Linked DNA regions of Gasterosteus aculeatus: region 2 is linked to region 1. Evidence: chromatin contacts called from public Hi-C data. All regions are on one chromosome and are shown on one strand. Each heading gives the region's core, a stretch centred on a gene start, on an enhancer-like site or on the middle of the called end of the contact. The rest is flanking DNA. Distances are from core to core; before and after follow the strand shown.

Evidence for each region. A called contact is a pair of places that touch in the nucleus more often than the background predicts.
Region 2: a contact with region 1 is called in a Hi-C map of skeletal muscle, with 2.5 times the contacts expected there. The contact joins the promoter of supt4h1 here to the enhancer-like site in region 1. A contact is called at or near these places in 3 of 6 Hi-C or Micro-C datasets (liver, skeletal muscle and tail fin).

Annotation. Positions count from the first base shown.
Region 1 is chr7:18,158,627-18,163,039 of fGasAcu3.hap1.1, reverse strand. tspoap1 (TSPO associated protein 1) reads right to left here. Exons shown (of 32, transcript XR_013468263.1): 8 at 4,304-4,393; 9 at 3,959-4,081; 10 at 3,747-3,851; 11 at 3,466-3,516; 12 at 2,787-2,819; 13 at 1,059-1,239; 14 at 414-503. Among protein-coding and RNA genes, the nearest start is that of LOC120822794, 25 kb to the left of the region's middle. Within about 2 kb of position 1,894, at least 5 of the 9 cell types and tissues checked have open chromatin away from gene starts, as enhancers often do.
Region 2 is chr7:18,195,789-18,200,181 of fGasAcu3.hap1.1, reverse strand. It overlaps supt4h1 (SPT4 homolog, DSIF elongation factor subunit), which reads left to right and starts at 1,825. Exons shown (of 5, transcript XM_040182716.2): 1 at 1,825-2,019; 2 at 2,536-2,642; 3 at 2,735-2,790; 4 at 2,907-2,960. The coding sequence starts at 1,951. hsf5 (heat shock transcription factor family member 5) reads right to left here and starts at 591. Exons shown (of 2, transcript XM_078106177.1): 1 at 342-591. The coding sequence starts at 357.

The sequences.
Region 1 (4,413 bases), core at 645-3,144:
GGAGAGAGAAAGAGAGAGACAACGAGGTTAAGACATAATCTGTGAGTTTACTAGATACTCCCGGCCCTCTCGCTAGTTTAACAGGTGGATTCCATGAGCTGCTGGGTGGGACGAGGTCATCGGATTGATGCGGAAGCCTCAAGGTGAACTGGACTGATTAAAAAAATCCGATCTCCATCTGTCTGAGGTCAAAGGTGTGTCACACCAGCACGGTTAAGGGGCTTAACTGGTACATTTTCTCACCTCAGCCCATGAGCACTGACCCTCATGTGATGATGAGCATTTACAGGCAGTGCAGGACGGCGACAGTGTGGGTGAGATGACGGTTATAAACATGCCGTGCTTTTTGTGACAGTGCCCAACACTCATCATGGGGTGACAGAGACGGAGGAAATACCGGGGCGGATTTTTACCCTCGGGGCAGGAGAGAGTGTCACCTCCCTCGAGACTCCAGAAGGCTATTTCACCCAGAGACACCATGTCCCATGAGCCACCAGTGCAGTCTAAAAAGACATGAACAGTGCAAGGGGAAAGAGGTTGGATGGGCACATACAGTAGAAGCGATTTGGACTAGTTTGCACTGCTGAAGTAGTTGTGGCTGGGATTACATTATAATGGATATTCTCAAAAGCATGCACCTGTGCCTTTAATTCACAGCCTGTGTTGAACATTCGGAAACGTAAGAGGTTGTGCTCCGTTTGTAGTTCTGACACACAAAAGAGAAGGAAGGCATTCTGTCAAAGAGTGGACTGAGGCTGCTGGTCCATATGTCCCGAGCCATGCTTTGTGCCAGGATTTCCCTAAGAAATTAAAGTACACTAAAAAGGATTATCTACCATGAAAGTTGGGTTAGGGATTATTGAAATGTAGCTGTTTTTTTAGATTCCCTTCAAAGTACTAAATAGTACATAATAATAATGAAAAAAGGACCTTGTGATGTACAGCTGATGGTGATTCATCCACTAACACGACCCAAAAGCCCTCAGCAACTAAGACTTTCTCTCTCTGCACAGGATGTACTGTGGTGCTGGAGAAACCTTCGGGGTGGTGTGGCTCACCTCGCTCTGCAGTCAGGCCCACCCCGTTGGTCAGAACAGAGAGACTGGGATTGTTAAGGAGGCTGGCGCCGGCCAGGTCCACCTTGGAGGCCTGCAGTCGAAACTTCTCCAACTCCTGGGAGAGGGCACCAAACTGTTCTGTCTGGCTGCGACATTTGTCCTCCAGGTCTCGTACCTTCGACTGCCCAAATGGTGAACAGTGACAGTTAGTAACCAGAAGACGAGACACACTAACAAGTGAGCACAGCTGTTCTCCAGTCTCAAGTGGAGTTTGTAGAACAGTTTGTAGAAGTAACCTGCTTTATAAATTGTCAGTGGCATGCAGAAACTTCTGATGTCTGTGTGATAATACTATAAGGTAAAAACACATTTGACAAATCCAATTGTACATCTGATCTTATGGTCATGATTATTTTGGTGTATGAATAAATGGAACTGTTTAAGAAAGGGTACATCATAGTTCATACATTGCTGCCTGTATGGGATCATTACATAACAAAGGACTGCGAATACAGTTAGTTTTCTACAAAACAGACTATATAAAACATTTTATATAAGCTTTACACAAACACAAACTACAGGTTTAGTTGAAAGAAAAAAGGGGGTAGACAAAAAGAAGAGCTTTCTGGTTGGATGGGAAAGGAGGGAAGCCTACAAGCACGTTAAGAGAAGTGACTTTTTCGGCTTCTTTTTTTACACGCCGTTCAGGTTTTACTATAGAGGCTCGTTTTGGCTCTGCTGAGTTTCTACATGCGGCTGATTTCACTTCAGGTTGCGTGAGTTTCCTGTCAGGCTGATCTGACAAAAAGCCTCAGCACGAAACTGTGTGAATAACATTTCCTGTTATCTCTCACCTACGCAAGAGCCTCGCCTGCAGCCGCTCGTTATCCGGCTACACCGAGCTGAAGTGGAAATGAGGACCGAAACGCCGAGAGAAATCACTTTGAACCCTCAAATGAATGCTGAATTACAGAAAGCCACCCTGCTCAGCAGTGTGTTGGGGGAGCTCTCATGGGGGATGTGTACATGAAAACGATCAAATAAGAAGCCTGCAAGGGCGCTCAGTGCTGCTGGGACGCTAACCGTGCCACAGATGTTATCTGGTCTCATGAGAATGACCTGCACACGGCTTGCAAGCCTAAAAGAAATGAGTTAATTAATAAAGAGTTAAAGTATTTGTGGCCTCTGTGGCCCCATGAAGCGTCTATGAAATTGATGTTTATGAAGTAAAAGGCCAACTCAAGGGGTTTAAATGAAAGCAATTTGGTTTTGCTAGTTCTATAAGTAGGGGGCTTGGGTAGGGGGTGGGATTAGTGTCAGGGAATAATTAGGCCAAGATGGCTAAAGGTCAACAGTACCTGCATGCAGTCCAGTGTACTCTGGTTAGCAAAATGTGAACACAAAGGACAGAAAAAACGGAAAGACATGCTTTTGAAACAATGAAATTGAGAAAGGAATAAAGCAGAAACACAGCAGTCCGAGTTCAGGTCTGCAGGTCAAGAAAATCCTGTTGTGAACCAGTATCACTAGAACGTGTCTGCAGCTGCCTGTTTTAATATGCACAAATACTGGGGTTAGTCGTACAGGCATTGCGTTGACTCGGGAAAAGACACTTTCTCCCTTGATGCTTTGGGTTTAAATACACGCAGCAAGTGAGAGAAACAAAGCAAGAGGAAGGAAACAAGCACTTAAAGAAAAAATAAGGAGTCGGGAGCAGGTATACTCTACCAGTTCCCTCTGCAACACAAGCTGAGTCAACTCCTAAAATAAAATACACACGTCATTTCAGCAAATGCACTGGGTGAAAAATTGTAGCAGAGACAGCGGACACACAGTCGGTACCTTTGGAAGACCTTTTAAGGCTCTTTTTTTTGTGTCATCATTCAAAATCATCAGCCAATCAGACAGACCAGAGGCTCCAACCGTCACAGACTGCGTCGATTTGAATTCATGTTTAAATGTCACATGGCAGCGGAGAAGCCATCTGTTCAAACGGTTTTCAGGACCCCAAATGCAGTGCAGTATAAAGTACCAGTACAAATGTTTTCTGCCAGGTGTCTAGATTTGAATAATGAGCCGCTCCACTGGTAATGGGATGCCTTTTTTGTCCTCTAAACATCCCCAAATACTGTTTGATTTGGTTAGAGAGATAAGAAACCTTTTTTAATGACAAAGTCGATTTTTTCAGATTGCACCACACTAGTGGATTAGGGAAACACTCTTTCTAATGTCGGGTCTGAGTGAATTTCTCCCCTGTGTGACTGTAGTAAACTCTTGACGCCTTCAGGATTTTTGTCTTGGTAAATCATCCTGAAGCTTTTAGAAGCATCTCAGTGCTGGACTGTGCGGCAATAAAAACCCTGCCTGGTATAGAAAAGGATTTCTCTGCTGTCACACACTAACTTACCTCCAGAACCTGAACCACCCCTTCATGCTCCCTCTTGGCGTATAACTGAGCCTGAGGATCAAACAATAAAATATTATTAAAAGGTATTATTTTAGTGTAACTTTTGTGGTTTGCTCATAAAATCCCCAACCCAGGCAGCTGTGTTATCAAACTGCTTTATTGGTGTGCAAAGGTTGCCTCCTGCTGGACAAAGCCACCCATGAGACATGAGGGTCTCTTTAATTTATCAGGGAAAACTTTAAGTTAAATACAGGAAGTGTAGAAGAGGCCGAGCGTCTTACCCGGTGTAACCGTTTGATTTCATCCTGTTTGAACTTAAGGATAGCCAGTGCCTGCTCATGTTCCAATTCCAGCTGCTGCCTTCGCTCGGCGACCTCTCGCATATGCTGTTTGGAGAAAAGAAAATATATATCAGAGCGCAGTTTATCTCTCTCACAGTGAAATAAGAATGAAGAATGAAAATAACATGTGGAGCGCCGGAGCCCAGCCGCACCTTTATGACCTGCTCTAGGTTCTCCAGTTTGGCACGGAGTCTCTGGTTCTCCTCGAGAACTGAATTGTGGTGAGCGGTCACTTCAGAGAGATCTTCCCTCAGCTCCTCATTCTCAGCCCGAGTCTGAAGAGCAATGGGAGGAGAGAGGAGCACATGATGTCCCTGTAACATGTGTCAATGTATCTCTGTTTGAGCTTTTACTACAAAAGGTGCTTTGATTGTCTTGCTAGTTGGTGTGTAACTTGTATCAATTGATGTGATTGCAAACACTATGAAATTCAGATCCACTTCACAGAGGGGACAAAAAGCTAAACATATTTTTCTGCCGTGGAGCTCGACACTGACCTGGTCGAGCAGCTGTGCCTTCCTCCTGAGGAGATCTGCCTCCTCCTTCAGTTGCTCATTTTTGCCTTGCTCATCCTCAAGCCGGTTCTCCTGCGATCAAAAGGAAAAGT
Region 2 (4,393 bases), core at 576-3,075, 37 kb before region 1:
TTATGACATTAATGTTGAGAATTAGCATACGAACCCACATTAACTAATGTCTCCTGTTTTTAAAACAAATTGACTTCTGGAGCTACTTATGTCAATGCAGAAATAACAAAATACAAATGCTCAACGCGAGACCTGAACATAATTTACATTTCAAGCTAAGTTAGCTAGTTAGTTATCAGTTGACGCTTCCTCGCCAATTAACGTCCCTGCTCTGCATTTTAAATGAAATTAAGCAAAGCACGCTAAAGTAGAGCCGCATAAAAGTATTTCGAAACATGTGTTTTGTTTGGGGCGTCTGTCACGCCGAGAATAACACTCGTTGATAGAAACTGTGACTTTACCTGAATCTCCAAACATGTCTCACTCCTGAGTTCACAACCGTTGAAAGTTCCTCAACCGTCGAAGCTGTTGGAGTTTCAACGTTTTTCATCACACGCGAATTCTGAAACCAACTGCAAAAGTTTATCGGCGTTTGAGGGCTCGAGGGGGCCGCTAATGACTCAATGAGATGAACAAATCTTAGTTTTAGTTTGAGAAAAGTTCCGAGTCCTTATGTATGTGTACAGAAGTAGTCCCAGCATGATGAAATCAAAATTAATTGTTAATTAATTAATATATTGGATATTTTACGATATATATATATATCAGACAGTTTTGTTCTCCAAATATAAATTAAATGATCAGTTTGTTTTGCTATATATATATATATATATATATATATATATATATATATATATATATATATATATATATATATATATATATATATATATATATATATATATATATATGAGCTTATGAGTGACATCTCTATTTTAAGGATATTCGATGCTTTGCGGGACAGTCTTTACATATTTTGTAAAGTGGTATTAATTGCTTTTCAAAGAAAATGCAGTCAAGTGGTGTTTCACATGGAAACGTAGCCGGATGACATTAGAAGTGCAAACGCCCATAACATTAGACTTCAAGTCCAGCACGAGTAAGTTAATTTACTTAATGCTTTATAATAAATTAGCTTTATAACCATTAATATTGATAATTAACGGATGGATGGGTATGAAGACAGACGGATAGATAATTGGATAGTATGAGATTATGTGGCTAAATATAGCAAAACCAACTGAGGATCATTTAATTTGTATTTGGAGAACAAAACTGACTTGCATTCCAAATTAGAATATTGATCAACCATTTGTTATTTAAAAAAATATATATTAAACGATAACGATAGTTGTTATAACATCAAAATATTGACAAAGATAATAAGGAAGAAAACAATGAATGAAAAAAGACAACGACAGAGGGAGACATTCAATGACTGTTGGTCATAGATTAACATTTGGTTTAACTGGAAAGTAAAGAAAAGTATAATCCAATGGGACACTTTTTTTTTTACAGAAATCACAGAGCTCTTCCAAGTAATCACAGCAGCATTATCAACAGTCAAGAGAATATACAGGATCTTAAAATGTTCACAATAAGTTAGTTTTCGTTTTAAGTATCCAGATGGTCTTCCTTTAGAGATACAAAAAGCTTGTATCCTTCCACGGTCTATCCATCCATAAAATAATTCGTTTTAGCATTTCAACATTCAAATATTTCAGTAGGCACCACATTTTCCCTCTTCTAGATCCCGATGGTTGGAATATATTTATGCATGACTATAAATGTAATTTAATCTTAAGCATATGCATAAAAGGGGCATATTTAAATTACTATACAGAGTGCGTTAAAGCATAATAACTCAAACATAGTCCCTGTAATTGAAATAATTGTTTTAAATACTGGCGATATAACTAGTTTTACACAGGCGCACCACATCTACCCTTCCGCTGGGATAATAAGGCCCTCGGTCTGTGACGTAATTCCCCCGCGACTGGAATCATTCAAAACAATAATCTTTTTTATATCTCAGTTTTACACTAGTATTTTATCCGAGAGCGGAACACAATGGCGTTGGAAACTGTCCCCAAAGACCTGCGCCATCTGCGAGCCTGTCTCCTTTGTTCTTTAGTGAAGGTAAGCGGTTAATCGCCATAAAGCAACGCTCAAACTAGCTTATTTGCTAACGTGTAGCCGGTTCCTGTGCTCTAGTTTTCTTGTTGCGTAACATTAAATGAAACGTAAACGCGTTCACAGCGACCATAATTCACTTAATAACACCAATACACAGGCGTACGCTTTCCCATGCTTGTTTACATTAAGACGCCTGGTCTGATTTGTTCCTCTACCATCGTTAACCAGATTCAAACATAGTGTTAACCCAAGTGCTTTAATCATTAATGTAACTTTACTTTATTCAAGAGTCTCTCCGTTTTGTTTGTTTAACGCTAGATCTTTGCATATTGCAACTTAATACTGTAAAATATGTTTTCTGCATATTGCGCACTCAAACGTAAACATTCTTTTGTAGCGATAACATTTCGTGGTGGTCACTGTACACCCAACGCTGTGTCCTGCTGTGTAGTTTGTATCCATTCTTTGCTGTTATTATTGTCCTTGATTTAAGAGTTCCCTTCTACTTGTTTTCTTTAGACCATCGACCAGTTTGAATACGACGGCTGTGACAACTGTGAGTCGTACCTCCAGATGAAGGGGAACCGGGAAATGGTTTATGAATGCACAAGCTCCTCGTTTGATGGGTAAACATTGATTTTAGCATGTATTTCAAAACAACAACAAAGCTTTTCTTTGTTTTCTAGATGTTTATCATTTACTGTCTGTGTGTCCACAGTGTGATATCCATGATGAGTCCTGACGACAGCTGGGTAGCTAAATGGCAGAGGATAGGTAAGGAAATGTGAAGAAGACCGAGTAGAAGAACTCTTAAGTAAGCTTTACGGTATGCCGTCCCTAAGCTATGGATACATGTTTTTATAATTGTTTATATTTTCTCCATCCTACAGGCAACTTTAAGCCAGGTGTATATGCAGTGTCGGTAACGGGCAGACTACCTCCAGGTACACTTTATTTAAACTAATCCACCTCCATATGCATCAAATGTAATGTTTGGCTTTTTCTTGATTGGAATTCAGGGTTCGTACGGTCATGGAAAACCTGGAAAAGTCATGGAATTTCAAAATGGTCATTTCCAGGCCTGGAAAAGTCATGGAAAGAAATGAAATCTTAAAAGTTTTGCAAAAGTCATGGAAATTTGTTATATTTCTATGGTCATGTGGTTCATTTAAGATTACGTTTGAAATCATTCATATGGTTTTAAAGCGACGCAGGACGCTCTGATACTCGCAGCGCAAATAATTTGCACCGCGGCTGTGTAAAGGCGCCTTAACTGAAAAGTTCGGTAGCTCAGGAATCATCCAGTGTCAGGGAAGTGTAGATTTAACCGTGGTTGGCTACATATGGAAAAGTGCATCTCATGAGTTACGACAAACAAAGACCCGGGACGAACAGAATGTAAGTAATGTGGAGGCGGAATATGATATATTTTAAACATGGGAGAGCGGCATTAACAAGCCGTGCTAAAGGAAGCAGACATCACTGCGCCGCTGCTAGCGAAGCTACTACAGAAACCCCATCAGAGGGCGACTGCTAGCGAAGCCACCATGCCGAGCAGCACGTCTCTCTCTTCGGCCACCGGCGCTGTACGCGACACCGACATTTTCCGACGTGCGCTGCCCGTCTGCCAGCAGCAATTCCAAGTTGTAAACAGAGGGCGCGGCGGCGTTGCTTCGGTGTTCTTTGTCATTGAGCCGTATTAAGCTGCAGACACGTGACTTAATTTTCCTCCTCGAATGACAGGAGATCATTTGATTCTTTTCGTTTTGTGTTTATTTTATGCTGCAATGCGTCAACATAATATACAATTACTACATTCTGTCACACGGCAGATAATGGTGTTGCACCTACTGCAATCGCGACGTCAATACATGGAGACACACAAGGAACGTCAATCCAACATAAATGCGTTCAATACAAGTTACATATCCTTAGTTCCTGCACAATGACCATAAATTAAATGATTAATATTCCCAAAATTCCAATCAAGTAATACATACACTTCAGGCTCTTACAGAGACTGTTGTCTACTGTAAACTGTTAACAGTTCATGTATTGTCCATAATTTGAAGTAAAATAATGGAAAACAAGTATTGTTTTAGGCACTGTTTAGGCACCGGTATGTTTTATAAGTATCGTTTTAGCACTGGTGTCAGGAAAACCCCAAACGATACTCATCCATAGTGGATAATTGTATGATTATAACATCTTGAGACCGAATTAAATGGTGGGGGAAGCACTGTATGCTTTGGTATTCTCATTGTTAGTTTAAATACTACATTTTCTCACTTTCATGTATACACTGAGATTTCACACTTATTTGGTCATGGACATTTTGTTTGAAGTCATGGAAATGTCATGGAAATCCACTGGTCAA